Regions from separate parts of the Mus musculus genome. Here regions 1 and 2 are each linked to region 3. Evidence: chromatin contacts called from public Hi-C and HiChIP or PLAC-seq data. All regions are on one chromosome and are shown on one strand. The core of a region is the stretch at or near the end of the contact, and the rest is flanking DNA. Distances in the headings are between cores, read along the strand shown.

Region 1 (2,906 bases), core at 11-2,510, 36 kb before region 3:
TTATTATCTGTATGCTCTACATGACGACGCCAAGGCTTAAAGAGGGGAAGGAGCCTGAGAGCAAGCTGAGCAATGGAGCAAAGATTCATGCCTGAAGGTGCTAGGACACGGGCTTGGGTCTGTGTGGCTTTGTGTTCCATTCACCTTAAGGCTTCCTATGTTTTGGGGAAAGTCTTTGCCTTGTGTCCTGTGGAAGTAGATTCTAATGGACTCGTGCTAATCATGTTGGGGTGGTTTGAAAGGAAGTTTGAATGTCAGGAATCTATCTTGCATGTGCCTCTAATGTTAAGACCTAGATAAGAAAGAGGCCTTGTGGAGCTGAGACATTTAAGTTCATTGGGCTCTAATGCATACCTTTGGAGTTGTATGCTAAAGACTTGGAAAGGTCATTGTAACTATCTTAGCTGCTTCTCTAGTGTAAGTTCTATCAGACAGTCACTGACTACTGACTGTGAGCCAAAGCACTGTGCTGGGAGCAGTGGCCAGGAAATGACACCGGAAACAAGGACACAGCAGCCACCAACGTTTATTCAATGCACATGCATTGCATGGGCTATTTATGAGCTAGTTATTTATTTGGTACTAGGAACATACAATTACACTGGGTCTTTCTTCTTCTTCTTCTTCTTTTTTTTTTTTTTTTCGAGACAGGGTTTCTCTGTGTAGCCCTGGCTGTCTTGGAACTCTGTAGACCAAGCTGGCCTCAGAAATTCGCCTGCCTCTGCCTCCCAAGTGCTGGGATTAAAGGCGTGCGCCACCACGCCTGGCTACACTGGGTCTTTCTTATTTTAAAATATTTTCCAGATGGAAGAGGAAGAGAACAAACGCATGTCTCAATAAAACATGGTAGTACTGAAACAGAAGTGTATTTTAGGTATTATGGCTTCAGAGGATGCCTTAGGGCAGCGCCTCTCAACCTGTGGGTCATCACCTCTTTCACAGGGTTTATGCTACCTCTGGTTGATATCCCTGAGAGATCTCTTTTCTGAAGAGGAACTTAGGGAGGATGTGGGGGAGGGGACACTGGGAGGAGGGGAGGGAGGGGAGCCTGTGGTCAGGATGTATTGTATAAGAGAAGAATAAATCTTTTAAAAAGACCCAAGACCATAGGAAAACAGATATTTACATTAATTTATAACTGTAGTAAAATTAGCCACAAAATACTTTTATGGTTGGGGGAGGGGTCACCAGAACATAAGGAACTGTATTAAAGGGTGACAGCATTAGGGAGGTTGAGAAAGGGAGGGTAAAAAATTTCCTCAATCTTGAAAAAGGAAGACAGGTCTCAGTGTTTATATGAAGATCAGTTGAAAAGGGCTTTAGTGATGCCCAGGCTGGAATATTTCCTAGGTTGGTAATGAATTGGGCTGTGGTAAGATTCACCCCTGCCTTTAGTTTTTGGCCTCTCAAGGGTCTCCACACTAGTGAACTTGGACCCCCAGCCCTGCACTGGTCCCTCCTGTTAACAGTCTAGCTCTCATTACTTCCTCTTTCTAGCTCTGGTTACTTCCCCTCCTGCCTATTCCTCCACACACCCCTACTCACACCGCACTGGTCTTCTCGTCCCTCAAGGCCTGATCAGATCCAACTTCTCGTCTGAAGCCTCCAAGCCCACGCCTCCTCCTTAGAGTGGGGACGCTGCTCCCTGACCCCACCATGCTTCACTTCTGTGGGAAGATTTAGCTAGGTCCTCTCTGCGCCTATCTTTCCATTCAGGCTAATCAAGATCAGGGACTTAACCTAGGCTGCAATGAGGCAGAGCCTGCCTCCCTCCTGCTGTGGAAGCTGAAGGTGGGGCTTTTCTCTGCTTCCCGGAAGACAGAGGTTGGGAAAGACACAACAGCAGGGCTGTACCAATCATGTGAATTTACAAACTGCCATCTTTACATTTCTCCTTTCCAATACAATTAGGGACTGATATTCCATTAGGAAAGGAGTGGGGGAATTACTTGAATTTCATCTCAGGAGAGTCCTGGTGGCAGTCTAAACTAATTGGCATTTAGAGACCCACAGTTAAACATTAGGAGGAGCTTGGGGAAATTCTGCGGGGGGGGGGGGGTAATGGGGGGGTTGGAATTGAGGAGCCAGTGGGATAAGACACCAGGAGAACAGGGTCCACAGAATTAACTAAGTAGGGCTTATAGGGGCTCACAGAGACTGATGTAGCTATCACGGAGCACATATGCTGTGGTTGTTTAGCTTGGAGGGTTTTGTTGGACTTCTAACAATGGGGGAGTGTCTCGATTCCTTTGCCCACTCTTAGGACTCTTTCCCTCCTACTAGTTTGCCTAGCCCAGGCTTGACAGGAGAGTTTGTGCCTGGTCTTATTGCATCTTGTTATGTCATGTCCTGTTGATATTCCCAAGAGGTTCTCTTTTCTGAAGAAAAGTGAAGTTGTGTGTGTGTGTGTGTGTGTGTGTGTGTGTGTGTGTGTGTGTGTGTGTGTGATGCACTGGGAGGAGGAGAGGGAGGGCAGTCCATGGTCAGGATACATTGTCACTTTCAATAAATACACAATGACTGTGTATTTGTGGGGTACAGCGTGACAGTTGAATTCATCACTCATCTTGTATGACAATAAAACTATGGGCTCAGCATATTCATCACCCTTAGCATTCTGTTGTGATATGGATATTCAGTCCTCAGTTCTGTGCTCTTGGACTATACACTGCACTGTTGTCGCCCGTGGAATTCACAGGAAAAAACACACATGCTCCATATTGTATTTCACTCATGGCCTTGGATGGTGGCTGTCTTAGCACTAGGTGTTTTTGCTGGAGGCTCAACAAGGCTGAAGGGAACATGCCTTTCAAACTGTAGAACCACCAACTGAAGGTATTTGGTAAACACTTAAATTTTTTTAAGGGAGATTTAAATTTTTTAAAGATTATTTTTATTTTTATTTT
Region 2 (2,990 bases), core at 364-2,863, 55 kb before region 3:
CACACAAGAAATGAATCATAACTAGAAAGAGAAATTAGGCATCTGAGGGTAAGGGGAGGAAGATTTAAAGCCTTTGTGTTTGTTGATTTTTTTTGCCATACATTTAGTTTTTTTATAACTGTATTTATTAGAGAGAGAGTGAGAGAGAGAGGGAGTGTGTGTGTGTGTGTGTGTGTGTGTGAGAGAGAGAGAGAAATTCCAGACTTCTTCTTGGCCCGAGCATTTTCTCAGCTTTGGAAAGAAAAGTTCAATACAGGCCCGCGAACATTCTAAACTTGAAGTGATCACGCTAGTTGAAGTAAGCAACTCACAAGAAGGTAAACATTGCTGCATCATTCCAATTACATACGACAATGTAGTACTCAAATTCATAAAGTCAGACAGTGGGTTGGTGGTTTCCCATGGCTGAGGGCAGGGGGAAATCATGTTTTGAAAACATTTGGGCATGAAAAGTAAAAATGTAAGACACTATTGCTCTAGGTGGCTGAAATTCATTGATGGCCCTGGCCTACAAGTATGCAAATCACTAATACAAAACTTTGAGGGAACAGTAGGGAACAGTAGTGTGTGTGTGTGTGTGTGTGTGTGTGTGTGTGTGTGTGTGTTTGTATGAGTGTATGTGTGTGTGTGTTTGTGCATGAGTGTGTGTGAGTGTGTGTGTATGTATGTGAGTGTGTTTGCATGAGTGTGTGTGAGTGTGTGTGTATGTGTGTGCATGAGTGTATGTATGTGAGCATGTTTGTGCATGAGTATGTGTGTGTGAGTGTGTGTATATGAGTGTATGTGTGTACAAGTGTGTTTGTACATGAGTGTGTGTGTGAGTGTAAGTGTGTGTGTGAGTGTAAGTGTGTGTGAGTGTGTTTATGCATGAGTGTGTGTGTGTAAAATTGTGCAATGTCCCTAAAGTGTTCTTGCTTTTCCTTTCCTTTAAAGAACATTAAACCACTAACTCCCTTCTTGCATGGTGCCCTCCCCCACTCACTCTCCTCTGGATTTTGCTCAGCTGCTTGTCCTAATCAGTCATTTGTTTGTTTCTTTTCCATCAAGGACTAATCTGTCATGAATTCCCTTAGGGCATTCTCTCTGTCAGGACATCATGAATGGCAATAAGTAAAGCCCGTCCCACGTTGTTCTGGAAACAACATCTTTACCAGAGAGCCCCTGAGAAATGTCTGGAACTGAGCAACTTTGCAGAGCTCAGAAATCATCCCACTTGGTTGGCTGCCCAGAATGCCTCAGGAAAGCATCAGCTAGAAGGAACAGTCACTGAGGAATTGTACACTCCTCCATGCCTGACCTCTCTAGCTTCTCTTCATTGGAAGAGAAATATTCCGATCAGGAAACTTCGACACAATCGTAGTATTTCCTGTGTGTGTGTCTTACTTTTTTTTTTTTCCTAAAATAAGCAAACCCATCTTCCAGCATGTGACTCTTTCTGCCAAGATAATATCGTTTGGAAAGGTATCTTCAGAAAGTTTCCCAGGCAACTAAAACATTGGCAGGATATCACTGAGAATCATATGAAAATAACGAGCAGAGAGAGGAGGTGGAGAGAGCGTATCAGTGGGAGAGTGCAGTCCGTAATGTCTGAGGTTCTCTGAGGGCTGCAAAAAGGCTGTGCCAGAGAAGTGGTTATAAACACACAGGAAGATGGTGAACAAAATCCTCTGCCAAACTCAGGAGGCCGGCTGAGGAAGGAAAACAGCAACACGTAAGACTGAGACAAGAATGGAGGGGCTCAGTAGTAATTAGTGGCTGCATATTCTACAAAGACTTCATTAATATTCCCAAGTTACAAAGGGGCAATCGCAAGGCACTGCACATCAGCCTACTAATGAGCACGTATGTGTATTGGGCTCGTAAAAGAATGAGAAAAATTGTTCCTGTCATTTGCTTTTAAAGCAGGTTGTCAAGCAAATCCCGTATTGTCTTTTTCTTTCCTGTCTGGATCATCTCCCAGGCCTGTAAATCACAACCATCCTTTGCAATGGTAGCTCTGGCTGTGTGGGTTATCACCAATGGGCATTTCATTTTCCATCAAGTGTTCTATAAACTAGGGCATGGAGACTTGATGTAGTTAGAAAGAACATGAACATAAAAAAAATAAAGGTTCCTTTTTCAGGGGATGGGGTTAGAACCTTTTTCATGACAAGTAGCATTTATAAGTAAAGCTGTTTTGTACTTTTATAAGTATAACAAAAGTCTAATGATCGCAGCCTTCTGCTTTTGAACATAGTTATACTAGGGCTGATTCCCTTTTCTTCCATTTGTACCACATTTTAAAATATCAAGCGCAGTCCATCAGCAATGCTTGATGAATTATCATTTAAATGTATCATCCTTGAGACTTACTCTATTTCTAATGAGCTTATTTGAGCATATGTTTATATTCAGTGGCAGCCAATACAATGCATATCTTTAAAACCTGAGAGAATTACTGAATTTTAATATCTGCTCAAGGCGTTTCAGATTATAAACAACAATTGCGGCAGGAAGAAAAAAAAAAGTAGTGAAAAAAGGAAGTGGAATACACTCAGTCTCAGAATAATTTTGCCTTTAAAGTAAACATTGAATAATATTCATATATATATGTGTGTGTGTGTGTGTGTGTGTGTGTGTGTATTCTAATGCACTGGCTTAAACATTGCAGTCTGAGTCTTGGTAGGGATTTTGTACTTGTACTACAAAAAAAAATAGTAAATTATCAAGGCAAGGGCTTCTAGGAGAAAGAAAATAAGATCTTTATAGCATGAAGCTGTTTTGAGGTTGTGTGGCAATCAGATTAACAGCCCTCCCAACAGCTGTAACCTAACCTTAGGACCTGGGGGATGTTACCTTTTGTGACAAAGGAGATCATGTTGTTGTGATTCAACTGGGAGCATCCTGATCATCAGAGAGCATCCTGTTTTATCCTGGAAAGTTCAGTGCTTTCACCTGGAGGGTTTTTGAAGGAGGAAGACAAGATCAAATCCTGAAGGAGCAAAACGGAA
Region 3 (2,731 bases), core at 165-2,664:
AAATGGTACGGCAGTTTAGATCAGCTGGTAGCCAAACAGGTAGTGGAGGGTGTAAGGTAATGGTTTATAAAATGACTTGGATGAATTTGTGATGTTAGAAAGGAAGTATGCAAGCAAGAGGAAAGTGGCTGCTTCCTTTTGGACTGAGCCGTGACCACAGGAAGGACAGGTCTGGAGGAGAGAGTAGTCATCGACCATCCAAAGAGAACTGCTAGGGACTGAATGTGTTCTCCCCAAATTCAGTGCACTGGCATTTGGAGGCTAAGCCCTTGGGATGTAATTAGTTTATGAGAATGAAATCTTGGGATGTAATTAACTTATGAGGATGAAACCTTGGTTGGAGCCCTAGTCAGATGACACACGGGTGCAGTCTCTCTGTCTCTGCAACAAGAAATTCTCTGCGAAGACAATCACCTGTCAGGAAGAGTCCAGGAAGGGTGTCTTTGCCACCCCTTAGATTGCCTAGAACTTTGGCTTTGGACTTTGCCTCTGCAAGTATGAGGAACGCATTTTCATTGATTGAGCCATATGTCAAAACAAACAGCCTGAATTAAGGCAGGAACTGACCTTTGCAATCACAGCTGACCTTGAGTGACTTCATTGGGTGGGGAAGGCATGAATGGAAGTTCAATAAAGAACAGGAGGTGAGAATCAGGAGGCCTTGAGAGTTTGGTTTAAAGGCAGGGAGAGGAGGAATAAATACTCCTGCCCCCATTATCTACCAAGTCAAAATGTGGTTCCCACAGTATTTTCAGAGGTTACTGGCGCAGTTCCCCATAATGCTGCCGTTACTAGCTGCTATCACCATTAGACACCATCATCAAGCAATTCATTAATCAATCATAAATGCCTAATTTCTTGTGCTACTTCATAAATCAAAATTAGGAGCCTTGTTCCTTGGGGGACCCAGCTCAAGGGGAAGCAGTAGTGTAAAACGTGCCAGGAAGGTCAAGGAGGGGGGTGAGGTGCGGGTCGGAGGCAGAAGTCTCTTGCCAAATCATCCAGCCCCAGTTCCTGATTTTCTTTTAGCACTGGAGAGGATGATCCTTCCCCTCCCACTCCTTCCTCCTTCGCCTTTGCGCCCCCTACTTCTTCTTCTGGGGTTCTTTTTCAGCGCAGGGCTCTCTCTGGAAGCTCGGCCCCTGCCAGGCTCCTTTTCGCCTCCCTGCGCTCAGGAAGAGGACAAGAGCGCAGACACTCCAGTGGGGCAGGAGCTGGCGTTCTAACCAGGTGCGACCCAACTTGGGGCTGGGACAGAGGTGCGGGACGCGCTCCAGGTGCGGGTCCAGAGCCAGAGCGCGGCCCGCAGCTCCCAGGGCGTGGGCGAGCCGGCCGCGTGTGCCTCGGTGCTTGACGGGAACACTAGCCAATCAGGGCGTGCGGCCAGGCTGCCACGTGACAGGCGAGGCGGCCCTTTTCCCAGCGCGGCCAGAGGGAGGAGTGGAGCGGATCGCGGAGCCTGAGAGTGCAGCGGCCACAGAGGAGGCGGCGGCAGGCGGAGCGGCAGCGGCAAAGGCTCCCGGCCAACCCAGCGCGCATCCCCAGTGCCCTGAGCTGCAGAGAGCTCGGAGGAGCGCGGGAGCAGCGACACCGGAGTGGACAAAGCAAGATGGCAGGGATCTTAGCCTGGTTCTGGAACGAGCGGTTTTGGCTTCCGCACAATGTCACCTGGGCAGACCTGAAGAACACGGAGGAAGCCACCTTTCCGCAGGCGGAGGACCTCTACCTTGCCTTCCCCTTGGCCTTCTGCATCTTCATGGTGCGGCTCATCTTCGAGAGGTAAGAAGGGCCGAAGTGCCTGCTCTCCCGCACACACGCACACGCGTGCACACTCGCCTGCTCCGTGGCGCACGCCCCCGCGCTTGGGCTCACACCTCCCAACCTTTGTGTTCTCTGTGGGGTCCCGATCCCTCGGCCAGGCTGACTTCTAGGGAGCTAGAGAGGGTCCAACTCGACCGCGGATTTCCTCCGGGGCGCCACGAAGGGGCGGCAGGGCGCTTGGTCACCGCCCGCGCTCCTCCTTTCCCGGCTTCCTCCTCCTAGAGAGGGTCGGCGAACAAAGGTGAGCGGAGGCTGGCCGCGGGGAACCGCTGCGCCGAGGGCTCGGCCGGCTCCCTCCGAGCCGGCACTAGGCGCTTCCAGATTGGGCTTCTCCTCCGAGGCTCGCCGCCACCCACCTGACAGCCTGGAACGATGGGGACGCGCGGCCCGGAGGGAGGAGGAGCGCACACACTTCCAGCCCTTCCACTCTTGCACGCACGCGGGCCGCGCTGCAGAAGAATTTGCTCGGACCTTTGGCTTTAGCTTGCTCCCTGGCTTCCATCCGTGACACGGAGTTTTAGGCCCTGGGTCCTGGGAAATAGGTGACGACAGCACTCCGGATCGCTACTGGTTTCTTTAAAAGAGGGCAGAACAGGACCGGTGCCCCTCGAAATAGTCATTTGAATCGATAGTAGGACCCCGTGACTAATCATAAGCGTCTTGCTGGTACCGGAAGACACTTGAAACGTTAAAAGAATTGTCTCATAATTTTTGGTATGAGTCCTCGATTTGGTTAGATCTCGCCATTGTAACTGCACACAAACTTGTGCTACTCTCACTGAGTCAGCCTTAAGTCACAGAACTAGATCTTGCCTGCTGTGCATTCAACACTTACTCGTGAAACAAAATCAGCACCGCACACTTCTTTCTTTTAACTGAAAAAAAAATCGCCTTCCTCTTTCCTCCTCCC

The links. Hi-C and Micro-C count contacts between places; a contact is called where the count stands out from the background. HiChIP or PLAC-seq counts read pairs in DNA pulled down with a chosen protein or histone mark.
Region 1: an H3K4me3 HiChIP or PLAC-seq map of bone marrow-derived macrophages shows a contact between it and region 3, with 3 times the contacts expected there. The contact joins the enhancer-like site here to the promoter of Cers6 in region 3. A contact is called at or near these places in 5 of 39 promoter capture datasets (the 3T3-L1 cell line, liver, macrophages and 1 more), 13 of 484 Hi-C or Micro-C datasets (the Ba/F3 cell line, LSK cells, bone marrow-derived dendritic cells and 10 more), 11 of 115 datasets of contacts at active chromatin or transcription factors (the HPC-7 cell line, the SCID.adh cell line, bone marrow-derived dendritic cells and 4 more) and 1 of 9 other capture datasets (adipose tissue).
Region 2: a Hi-C map of uterus shows a contact between it and region 3, with 5 times the contacts expected there. The contact joins the enhancer-like site here to the promoter of Cers6 in region 3. A contact is called at or near these places in 9 of 39 promoter capture datasets (the 3T3-L1 cell line, 3T3-L1-derived adipocytes, the HPC-7 cell line and 4 more), 37 of 484 Hi-C or Micro-C datasets (adipose-derived mesenchymal stem cells, beige adipocytes, bone marrow-derived macrophages and 21 more), 16 of 115 datasets of contacts at active chromatin or transcription factors (CD8 T cells, the HPC-7 cell line, the SCID.adh cell line and 11 more) and 3 of 9 other capture datasets (adipose tissue, liver and pancreatic islet).

What each region holds. Positions count from the first base shown.
Region 1 is chr2:68,824,036-68,826,941 of GRCm38.p6, forward strand. The region is part of intron 3 of Gm36231 (a long non-coding RNA gene); the gene reads right to left. Among named protein-coding and RNA genes, the nearest start is that of Gm36174, 3.1 kb to the left of the region's middle. Within about 2 kb of position 1,261, at least 87 of the 459 cell types and tissues checked have an H3K27ac peak or open chromatin away from gene starts, as enhancers often do. A contact at or near this core is called in the Ba/F3 cell line, the HPC-7 cell line, LSK cells and 8 more, where this site is marked.
Region 2 is chr2:68,804,923-68,807,912 of GRCm38.p6, forward strand. No RefSeq gene overlaps it. Among named protein-coding and RNA genes, the nearest start is that of Gm36174, 16 kb to the right of the region's middle. Within about 2 kb of position 1,614, at least 52 of the 459 cell types and tissues checked have an H3K27ac peak or open chromatin away from gene starts, as enhancers often do. A contact at or near this core is called in adipose tissue, beige adipocytes, cortical neurons and 4 more, where this site is marked.
Region 3 is chr2:68,860,027-68,862,757 of GRCm38.p6, forward strand. Cers6 (ceramide synthase 6) reads left to right here and starts at 1,415. Exons shown (of 10, transcript NM_172856.4): 1 at 1,415-1,779. The coding sequence starts at 1,610.